Regions from separate parts of the Pan troglodytes genome. Here region 1 is linked to region 2. The links are chromatin contacts, called in public Hi-C maps. All regions are on one chromosome and are shown on one strand. Each heading gives the region's core, a stretch centred on a gene start, on an enhancer-like site or on the middle of the called end of the contact. The rest is flanking DNA. Distances are from core to core; before and after follow the strand shown.

What was found. Hi-C and Micro-C count contacts between places; a contact is called where the count stands out from the background.
Region 1: a Hi-C map of stem cell-derived neural progenitor cells shows a contact between it and region 2, with 2.6 times the contacts expected there. The contact joins the enhancer-like site here to the promoter of SLIT2 in region 2. A contact is called at or near these places in 1 of 7 Hi-C or Micro-C datasets (stem cell-derived neural progenitor cells) and 1 of 1 datasets of contacts at active chromatin or transcription factors (stem cell-derived excitatory neurons).

Annotation. Positions count from the first base shown.
Region 1 is chr3:20,896,882-20,901,246 of NHGRI_mPanTro3-v2.0_pri, reverse strand. All of the region lies in intron 4 of SLIT2 (slit guidance ligand 2), which reads right to left. Among named protein-coding and RNA genes, the nearest start is that of MIR218-1, 98 kb to the left of the region's middle. Within about 2 kb of position 1,591, at least 6 of the 24 cell types and tissues checked have an H3K27ac peak or open chromatin away from gene starts, as enhancers often do. A contact at or near this core is called in stem cell-derived neural progenitor cells, where this site is marked.
Region 2 is chr3:20,718,774-20,723,414 of NHGRI_mPanTro3-v2.0_pri, reverse strand. SLIT2 (slit guidance ligand 2) reads right to left here and starts at 3,247. Exons shown (of 37, transcript XM_001163449.6): 1 at 1,158-3,247. The coding sequence starts at 1,336.

The sequences.
Region 1 (4,365 bases), core at 342-2,841, 180 kb before region 2:
AGCTTCTAGTGGCTTTCATCTGGCTGGTGGTTGCTGTAAGATTCAGAAGCTAACTAAATAAAGTATGTGGTATCCACATACACAGAGTCTGAAGGTATTTTTTTTTCTAGCATTCCTTTGGAAGCATACCTTAACTCACAGATAGCAACAGTACAGTTGACAGCACTAGTTTTTAGGAAGTGGAGGAGGAAGTGTGAGAATGTAATGTGGCTATGAAGGAAAAAAATATCATCTTTGCGAATTTTTAAAATTCAAATGATTCTTCTTAAGCATATTCTACCGCAGTGAAAACTGTGCAAATTAGAGCACAAACACTTAAGTACTTTAATTAAGCAAAGAACACACCCCTCACATTTATGTTTTCAAGATTTATTTTTGCAATTAAAGTAATGAATCTATTCAAGAAAATTTTAGTTTTTAAAGAGTTCTCCTAATTGTATAATTTTTTCCAGCTTGTAAAATGCCCGATAAGAGCTCTTCAGATTTTCCAAAACATTCCCCTTACATCACGTTGTGAGAAATACTTTGAAGGCAGCATTTATGCACTTGGAACAGGATACTCAGGGTCCAGGAACAACACCTATTAACTCTAAAATTAAGTAAGTCACTTTGCTTCACACCTCTGGTGGCCAAGTATTAAAAAAAAAAAAAAAAGGCAAACAGTCTGCAGCTATGAATGAAGGCTCAGGAGTCCTTTCATAATATTCCAGTTGATCGTGGTCCTTGTTGAGAGGTCTTACCTCATTTCCCACACATTTTCTGACCTATTTTGTCTGCCTTTTCTCAGAAGTATTTTTCTTGCTTCACTGTGGACTAAGCAGTAAACTAATTATCTTGTTCAAATCCCTTTGTAACGCCCCTAATCCTATTAGTCATAAGAATGTCTGAATACTGATTGCAAACCTTATTTTCCTTTCTGTCTTTTTAAAGAGAGAGACAAAAAGAGAGAAAGGTCCAGTGGTTTTGTCCTAGGGGATGGGGAGGGGTTGCAGTGAGCAGCTCTAGCCAGTTCACTGAAGGCAAAGGCAGTTCTGGCCAGCCAAAATCGCGCCACCTAACATACAGAAAAATTTCTCTCCTGTATTCCTTCCTTCCTTCCTTCCTTCCTTCATTCATTCATATTTTGTGTGCTGTCTGTCTCTCTCTCTCACACACACACAAGCACACACACACACAGAGTGAGAGATTTACACACACACACACAAACACACACACAGAAAGAGAAAGAGAGAGAGAGAGAGATTTAGTTATCATTTGTATCAGTTGGAATGTCTTACAATAATCAAGTTCCAAACACTCCTACTCACAGTAGAACATGCTGAACCCTGGCCCCGGCCAGGAGCTCAACTTCACTTTCCTCCTTTTATCAGGGACATTTTAAGGAAGAGGGTGACGCTATTCCAAGAAGTCAAATAAGCTATATGAAGTAGAGGAAATGAACAAATGTTACGGCGGACCTCGACCAGCCCTTCCAGTCTTAACTTCTTTTCTTCAAAGAACTCTCGCAAGTCTTGTTAAAGCACTCTCTCTCTGCCTCTGTAGAAGATGCCAAGACCGCTGCCTCCTGCTGTCTATTACTGAGGGAACTTTAATCACTTTTCCTTTTTTGTTCCCACTGGGGAAGGAGCCAGACTGCAGCGAAACGCCTGCAGTCAGAGTCGATGTTAAAGAGCATGAAATTTATCTGACTTCCATAAAAGATGCGTTCAGCCCTTCCACTCCTGCTTTTGCCAGGCAGGCTGCTCTGGGGATAGCTGCTCTGTCTTTAAAAAAAATAAAAATAAAAATAAAACACAAATATTTACTTTAAATATAGAGGCACACTGTCACCTCCTAGCATCTAATTTTCCTAGTCCACCTTGCCTTCCTACTCCATTCCCTTCCAAAAAAGTCTATGTTCTTGACATGTAAAGTCAACTTTTTTCCATTAGTAAAAGTGTCTCCTTATTGCATTATTTGTTTCTGATAGTAAAAGAAGGTATTGTTTTAGAAACGACCTTGAAGAAGATACGATATGAGTTAGAGGAAAACCCATTCATTAACATTATTTCTGGGGCCTGAGAAAAATATTACAAACATGAGGAAAGTGTAGATTCCTTAGATCGGATCTCAGGCTGTCAACATAACACGGTTCAAATACTAAGTGCTTCTATTTTGATCTATCGCCATCTTTAGCAACCAAACAGTCTGTTAAGACGCAGAAAGTTGGGTTTCTTCTGGACAGTTACTTGGCATACAGGAAAGAGTTAGTGAGTGTCAAGTGTGTGTGTCGATGGTATAGACGTAGATGTGGATCTCAATGTAGAGCCTGTGGTAAAAAGGAAGTGTGTATCACTCCTGGGATACACATGGCCTGCTGCTTTAAGGAAAGCAAAGGCCTATAGAAAGTGTGATGTCGTTGTTAGCAGTAAACTGTAATGAGAATACGAGGCCCCATGGGCGGGAGGATGAGCAAGTTGTATGGTATTTATACAATGTGTTATTGGATGCAGAAATGATTCTAGGTAGTTTAAGGAAATGTGTTTTATACAACAGGATACATAAATAAATAGGTAAGTAACTTGTAGTGAAGGTTAAGGGTTATTCATTCACAGTAAGCCTTGTCCCAAGTAAGAGGTGAACTATAAATTTAGTTGTGTTCTTGGCAAAGAGAAAAGATGTTCCGTCTTTGATATTAAAACATACCAGCTATCCAGGAAAAACACATTTTTTTCCCTGACGCTGCAGTAGAGAGTGCATCTGCCTGAGAGGCCACATGAGAAAACAGTGCATAATGTCCTCAAAAACATTTCTACATAAATACAAGAGTAAATGTCTCAGCAGCATCTTAGAATATCCCTCAAGAAAGTCAAGGGCATAATAGCAAGTAATTATGTTAGGACCAAATTCACATGGCTAAGCATGAGCCTGCAACTCCAATGGTCTAGCTTGTAAGATATACCCTAAATCTGAAAATTATTACTGTAATATATGACAACACGGAACATGTGAAAAGAAATAAGAAAAAAAGAATTTTTAAAACATGTATACTAATCTAAAAATAGTAACTCTTACAATGTACTTCCTGGACTGCTTAGTCTGTGTTTTTTTCAGTACGATACAGCCAACATCTTATGTTCTATACAATTGTAAAAAAACTCATATAAACTTTTCCTGGTTAGCTTAATTTTAGTTTTTATTCAAAAGCACTAAATGAAAATATAATTTGTTATCCTTATTTATTTAGAACATGATAGATTGATTTTAATACTCTCCACTGATATCCTCTGCCAGCAGATGAAATCCAAGCATGGCCTAAAGAGATCAAGTAGACCTGGTTCCTCTTCACCCTCCAGCTTCATTTCTTGCTACCCTCTTCTTCACTCACTGCTATTTCTGTTACTCAGCTATAACAATATAAATTTATGGCACAGGGATTTTCCATTTCCTGATTTCTCTCTCTCAAATGCAGTTGATTGTTTGTTCCTTCTCTGCATTTGGGACTCAGCTGAAATACCCAATTCTCAAAGAGGCTGTCTCTGATCCTCCCATCTAAAATAGCTCTCCCCTTTTCCCACTCCAACCCATGACCCTCTTTTATTTACTTCCTGTTACTTCCTGTTATCTGAAATGATCTCGTTTGCCTCTTAAAAATTTATTCGTGTACGTAATCATTACTTCCAGGTTCTCCACCATCAAATGTTAAGAGCCAAGAAGACAGAAAACTTGTTGCTTCATTTATGTCAATAACTGTGAAATAGAATAGGGTCTTCCATAAATATTTGCTGGAAATGTGAATGAACTAAATTTACCATTAGAAAAGATAGTGTCTTTCCAAATATAGAATAAGGGCTTAAATTACAATCCACATTTTAACATTTAGAAAAATTGGGATTGCATAGGAAACTTCATGGAAACATATGAAAAAAATAATTTCTGCCTTGATTATGAATCAAGCAGAGGAACCGATAAACTCGCACCGAGAACAAGTCTTTTAATGATATTAAATTACTTTCCGTCTATTTTGAAAAGCACCTCTGTGTGCCCAGGATATGTCCACAAACTTCATGTGTTTAAGAGGCAGCCTGATCCCCATGAAGCAGCTTCAAAAGAAAGTCAAAGTCGAAACGTCCATCTGTGCCATAGAGGACCTGACAGCTCATAACAAGACCACAGCAAATGGACTTACTTCCTAAGACACAAAGCCCCGTGAATATGGAGGAAAAGTGATGTTATTTGCTGGCCAGCAGCTCTCAGGCCACAGCCCCTCCTAATCCCCAATTGATACTGACAACTGCAGTGACCAGGGCTAAAGCGGAGTTCAAGTGGGGAGCAGGATAGACGCCACTTTAACGTGTCAGCAATTTCCCATTTAAAATTAATACT
Region 2 (4,641 bases), core at 1,998-4,497:
GCTGGCCCCTGCCGGCCTAGCCCCGCGCCCTTCGCTTACTCCCGGCCCACATGCAACCGCGAGAGCGGAACGTGCCTAGGGCGGCCGGACTGGCGCGGGGCGGCGGCCTCGGCGTTCACAAAGAGAACGGCCTCCATGCTCCACTTCGCTGAACTCTGGAAGCGCCTCATCAGGAGCGCGTGGGCCGTCAACACCGGGTCTGCATTTACTTCTTCATTAGAGACTCGCAAAGACAGGGAGGCGGGGACGTCTGCGGGCAACGGAGCGCGAAGAGGGGAAGGCAGGGGAGCTGCTGCCACGTGAAGGGGCGCAGAAACTGCCAGAAAGGTGGATGGGGACGCAGGGGTTCAGCAGGAAGGGCCGGAGGGGGCAGCCGGGCACCGCCGGGTCGCCGCAGTGGTAAGACCTGGTTGGGCTGGTTCGCGCTGGAGAACCAGTGCTAACTTCGCTTAACGGATGGGACACGGTCCTCCCTCGCAGTCGCCCGCTGAGACAAGTCCCTAGGGGCCTGACGCCGTCTTCCCCTCCCCGGAGAAGTGGGGGGCGGGGGGCTGCGCGAGGCTACTATGCGAGGTGTCGCCGTCCTGGGGCACCCTTCTCCCCGCGACCTGTAAGAAGCACCCCCAGGCACTCCATGACCCCTTCTTCCTAACCTTCGCCCCCAGGAGGGTGACACAAAATCGGGGAAGGCAAGTTTCTCTCTTTTGAGTCTCCCTGCTATCCCCTCCGCGCCAGCCTGCGACAAGAGCGAGGACTGGACTCTGAAACCGACCTGGAGTGCTGGCAATCGCAAGGTGACTCCGTTTATGGAGTCTGGAGAACAAAGTGGCGTCTCACTTGCCCCGGGCATCCTCCAGTACTTGTCCCCTATCTACCCGCTCCCCAGCCCCAGAGAACTAGCCCGCAAGGAGCTGCGAGTGGCGGGACGAGAGCAGGGGAGGGAGAACTAGCGCAGCTGCCAGCGGACCCGCCCCTCCTTGGACAGTGGCCCTTCCCTGGCCAGTGCCCTCCCGGAGAGCTCAACCCCAGGATGCGCATGGGGGAGAGCTAGCGAGGGCTGCCCCAGGCACAGGACCCTGAGCTGACAGGTTCCTCCAGTGGAGGCAGGGGTGCGAGGCCCGGATGGGGAGAGGTGAAGACGAAGAGCGCATACTCACAGTCTCTCGGTGTTGCGGGGGATATTCCTGGGCACGCTGCGCAGCGCCAGCCCGTGACAGTCCACTGTGCTGCCCGAGCAGGAGCACTGCGCCGGGCACGCCTGCGGTGCCACCTTGTTCAGGATCGCCAGCACTAACCCCAGCGACAGGGACAGCATCTGCCAGCCAACGCCGCGCATCTTTCCCCGCCGCCTCCTTCCTCGGCGGCACTGGGGGCTTTCTTTAGCTTGCTGCTCCGAGGGAACCGCGCAGTGTCTGAGGCCCAGTGCCCGGCGGGGCTAGCAACCCAGAGTGCCAGGGAAAATGTGCACAAAATAATATGGAACAAGGCAGTAGAGCCCACTCAGGCACACGCCTCCCACCGCCCTCTCCACCCTCCTCTGGCAGAGCAGGAGCTCCTTGGGCAACTTTAGGTCCTGAGGATGAATCCGCCTGGCCAGGGCTGCAAGGAGACCCCAAGAGCAGCGGAGAGGAGATCACGCGTCTTCTGTCTCCCAAGGATGAACTTGGCGGTAAAAGAGCTGGGGCTTCCAACGGCCGCTAAGATGCAGGGGCCGGTTGTGGGGGGGAGGGCGGTCCTCTGATCCCACGCACGCTTCTACAAATCCGATGCCAGTGGCGAAGATAAAAGACAGAAGAGGGGATCTCAGTAGGTATTATGGCCCCGATCAAAGTGGGCTCCGGAAGCTAGAAGGCGCGGAAGCCCAGCGGGCCCGTAGCAGAGCGCGCGGAGCAACTGGGCATGGCGCGCGGGGGTGCACGGGGCGGACGCGCAGTTCTGGGGGCGCACGGCTCTGGACTCTGCTCACTCCCGCGGCCTCTCCCCCGCCCTCGACTCCGCCGCAGCCTGGGCCGGTCCTCGCGGTCTCCCGACAGCCAACGATGGTTTACAAACACACATGCACTTCGCTGAAGGATGTCTGGGCAATCCCGCTTCCCGCTCGGCGTCCTTGGCGACGCTCTGCACCAGGACCTGCCCCGAGGTCACGCAGAAAAGACAAAAGGGCAGTCGGGCCGCCGCAGCCGGGCAGAAATATCCACTAGTCAGCACTCCGGCGAGGAACTCCAAGAGGCCAAGTGGAAGATGAGAGCTGCTGCGACGACTGAGTGGGGACTGACTGGGGGCGGACTTAAAAACCAGGCAGACCGGAAGGAGTGGAAAGGCAAAGGCCAAGGTTGGAGGTGTCAGCGTCCTGCTGGGGCGTACCGGAGAATGGCTCGGTGGCAGGTGGGCGGGTGGGATCCACTACTCCAGGCAGAACCAGGCGGCAGCTGAATGGCAGTAGTGTGTGCGCGCGTGTCAACCCCGCTCGTCTCCCGGATAAGCCGCAGCTCCGCGGCAGACACCTGATGGCAAAGGTAGAAGAAACAAGAGCCGGGTTCCGGAGGGCGCAGAGCCACGGCCGGCCCCCGGCGGTCTCCCACTAGTGGTTCTTCCTTCTCAAAGTGCAGCAACTTTTCCCAGGCTTTGAATCCCGTCCCCCAAGGCCACAGTGGCGGTACCCCTGCCGGCGTGGCGACGCCGCCCGGCTCCTGGCGCTGCACCTGACGCGGCGGCCGCAGTCCCGAGTAGTCCTTCTCCTTCTAGCCCCTTCCCCTCTCCCACTGCTTTCCTGGCCTCCCGCTCCAGGGAGCGAGGTGGGGGAGAGGGAGGGCGACGACTCAGAGCGGGGACTCGGTGGCTCTGCCGACTCCGGAGCCCCTGGCAAGTGTCTAAACAATAGGACGGACGCAGCAGCCCAAGTCTCGCTTGTCTGGAAGGAAGGTGGGTTGTTGTCGTAACTGGAGTTGTTCGCTGGGGCTGACTGGCGCTCAGCGTAGCCAAACAAAAACCCGGCCCGCGCCTCCGGAGCCGGCTGCGGGCCCCCGGCGCTCCCCTTTCTGCTCAGCACTCCCGCCGTGCCCAGAAAGCGCGGCAGCTCCGGCCTGCGCCTGGGCGCTTCGGCGCTCCCATGCCTCGCAGCTGCCTCCGCCTCCGCCGCCGCCGCCGCCGCCGCCGCCTTCTTTTTTTTAACCACAGTCTGCGGCAGCCACCACCACCGCCGCCAAGCTCCGCCGTCCGGGAGCTTCCCAAATAAATAACACCAAGTCCGAAGTTGAGCCGGCGCGGGCCTTATATAGCCGCCCGAGCCCCCGCCCCCTGACCCCGCCCCTCGCGGCCCAGGCCCGCCCCCTGGCTGCGCTCTGGGAGCCCGCACCTCGCTGGGGAGAGGGGAGAGGTGAGGCCGGGGCTGCCAGCGCTGGGCGGAGGCGGCGGCTGGCGGCGCGCGTTCCCGTGCGCCCTGGCTCGCCCCCTCGCTCCCACGCGCGGGCAAACTTTGCCCGAGGAAGGAGCCACCCGAGCCCCAGCCCCCAACTCCTTGGCCCCAGAGGTGACCTGGGCTCGGAGATAGTCGTTTGCAGTGGGAGAATGGGGAGAGGTCGGCTTTGAACGCGGCTCATAAATAAACAGCCCTGCCAGTGCCTCTCCTGCAGCTTTTGCCACGCGATCCTTAAGGGGGCTGTTGGCTGTTTGCAGCGCAGCAAGAGACAGAGAGACAGAAACAGAGAAATTATGATTTAAATTTAAGAAAAATCCTACCGAAATAGATCTGCCTGCGCTTACAGACACACACGTGTATTTTGGGGAGCTGAAAAGTTCAGTTTTTGCAAGTTGGAAAACAGCATTTTCCAACCTTCATGCTTGCCTTTCTATCTCCAAGCCACCCCCTTCCGTTTAACCCTTCCTTTGTAGACACACACTGAACCACACCGTGGTCAGTTGATGTCTTGGGTATTCAATACTCTCACAAAACTCTTAAGGGCTTGAATGTATCTGTGTGATTTTTTACTCTCTTATGAGAGAAAGGAGGGGAAAAAATAAATCCCTAGCAACGCACATTATACCAGAAGGTTTTCTTTATTTCAGGGCAGTTCTGGATATTTTTTTCCCCGCTATGTTTTGAAAGAGAATTTCCTTGTTTCATCTTGTCTCTTTAGTGTGACGTATGTCTGGCAACGGCTGCCTCTCTCGCCCCCCTTTCCCCCCCAGCAAGAGCCAATGTCACTGTAAGTTTGAAATGACATCTAAATGACTCTGCTCCTTCTCTTGGATTTAATATGCATCATCTTGTTGTTCTTCCTCCCATTTCCACGTTAAGAAGCTTTCCCTGGAATTTGTGCAAGTCCCCGCCTATAACCAGCCTCATATTGTAGTAGTTATTTGTATAATTATTAGAAGCTTCCTTGAAAGCAAGACCTGTCCAACTCTTTGTATTTCCAGCATCTATGCCTGCCACATAATAGGTTTCCTCATAAGTAACCGATTTCTTCAACTCAAGAGTATGCTCAACCTAAAATCTCTGCAATATCCTCATTAACGTTTTTCCTGGTTAACATTTTCTAAGATGTCCTTTCATAATGGCTACCCCTACTTAACTCATTTTGCCTGCCTTGGAAAACGTAAGCCTTTTCGAGGACATACCCAAAGGCAGGGTACCATCTG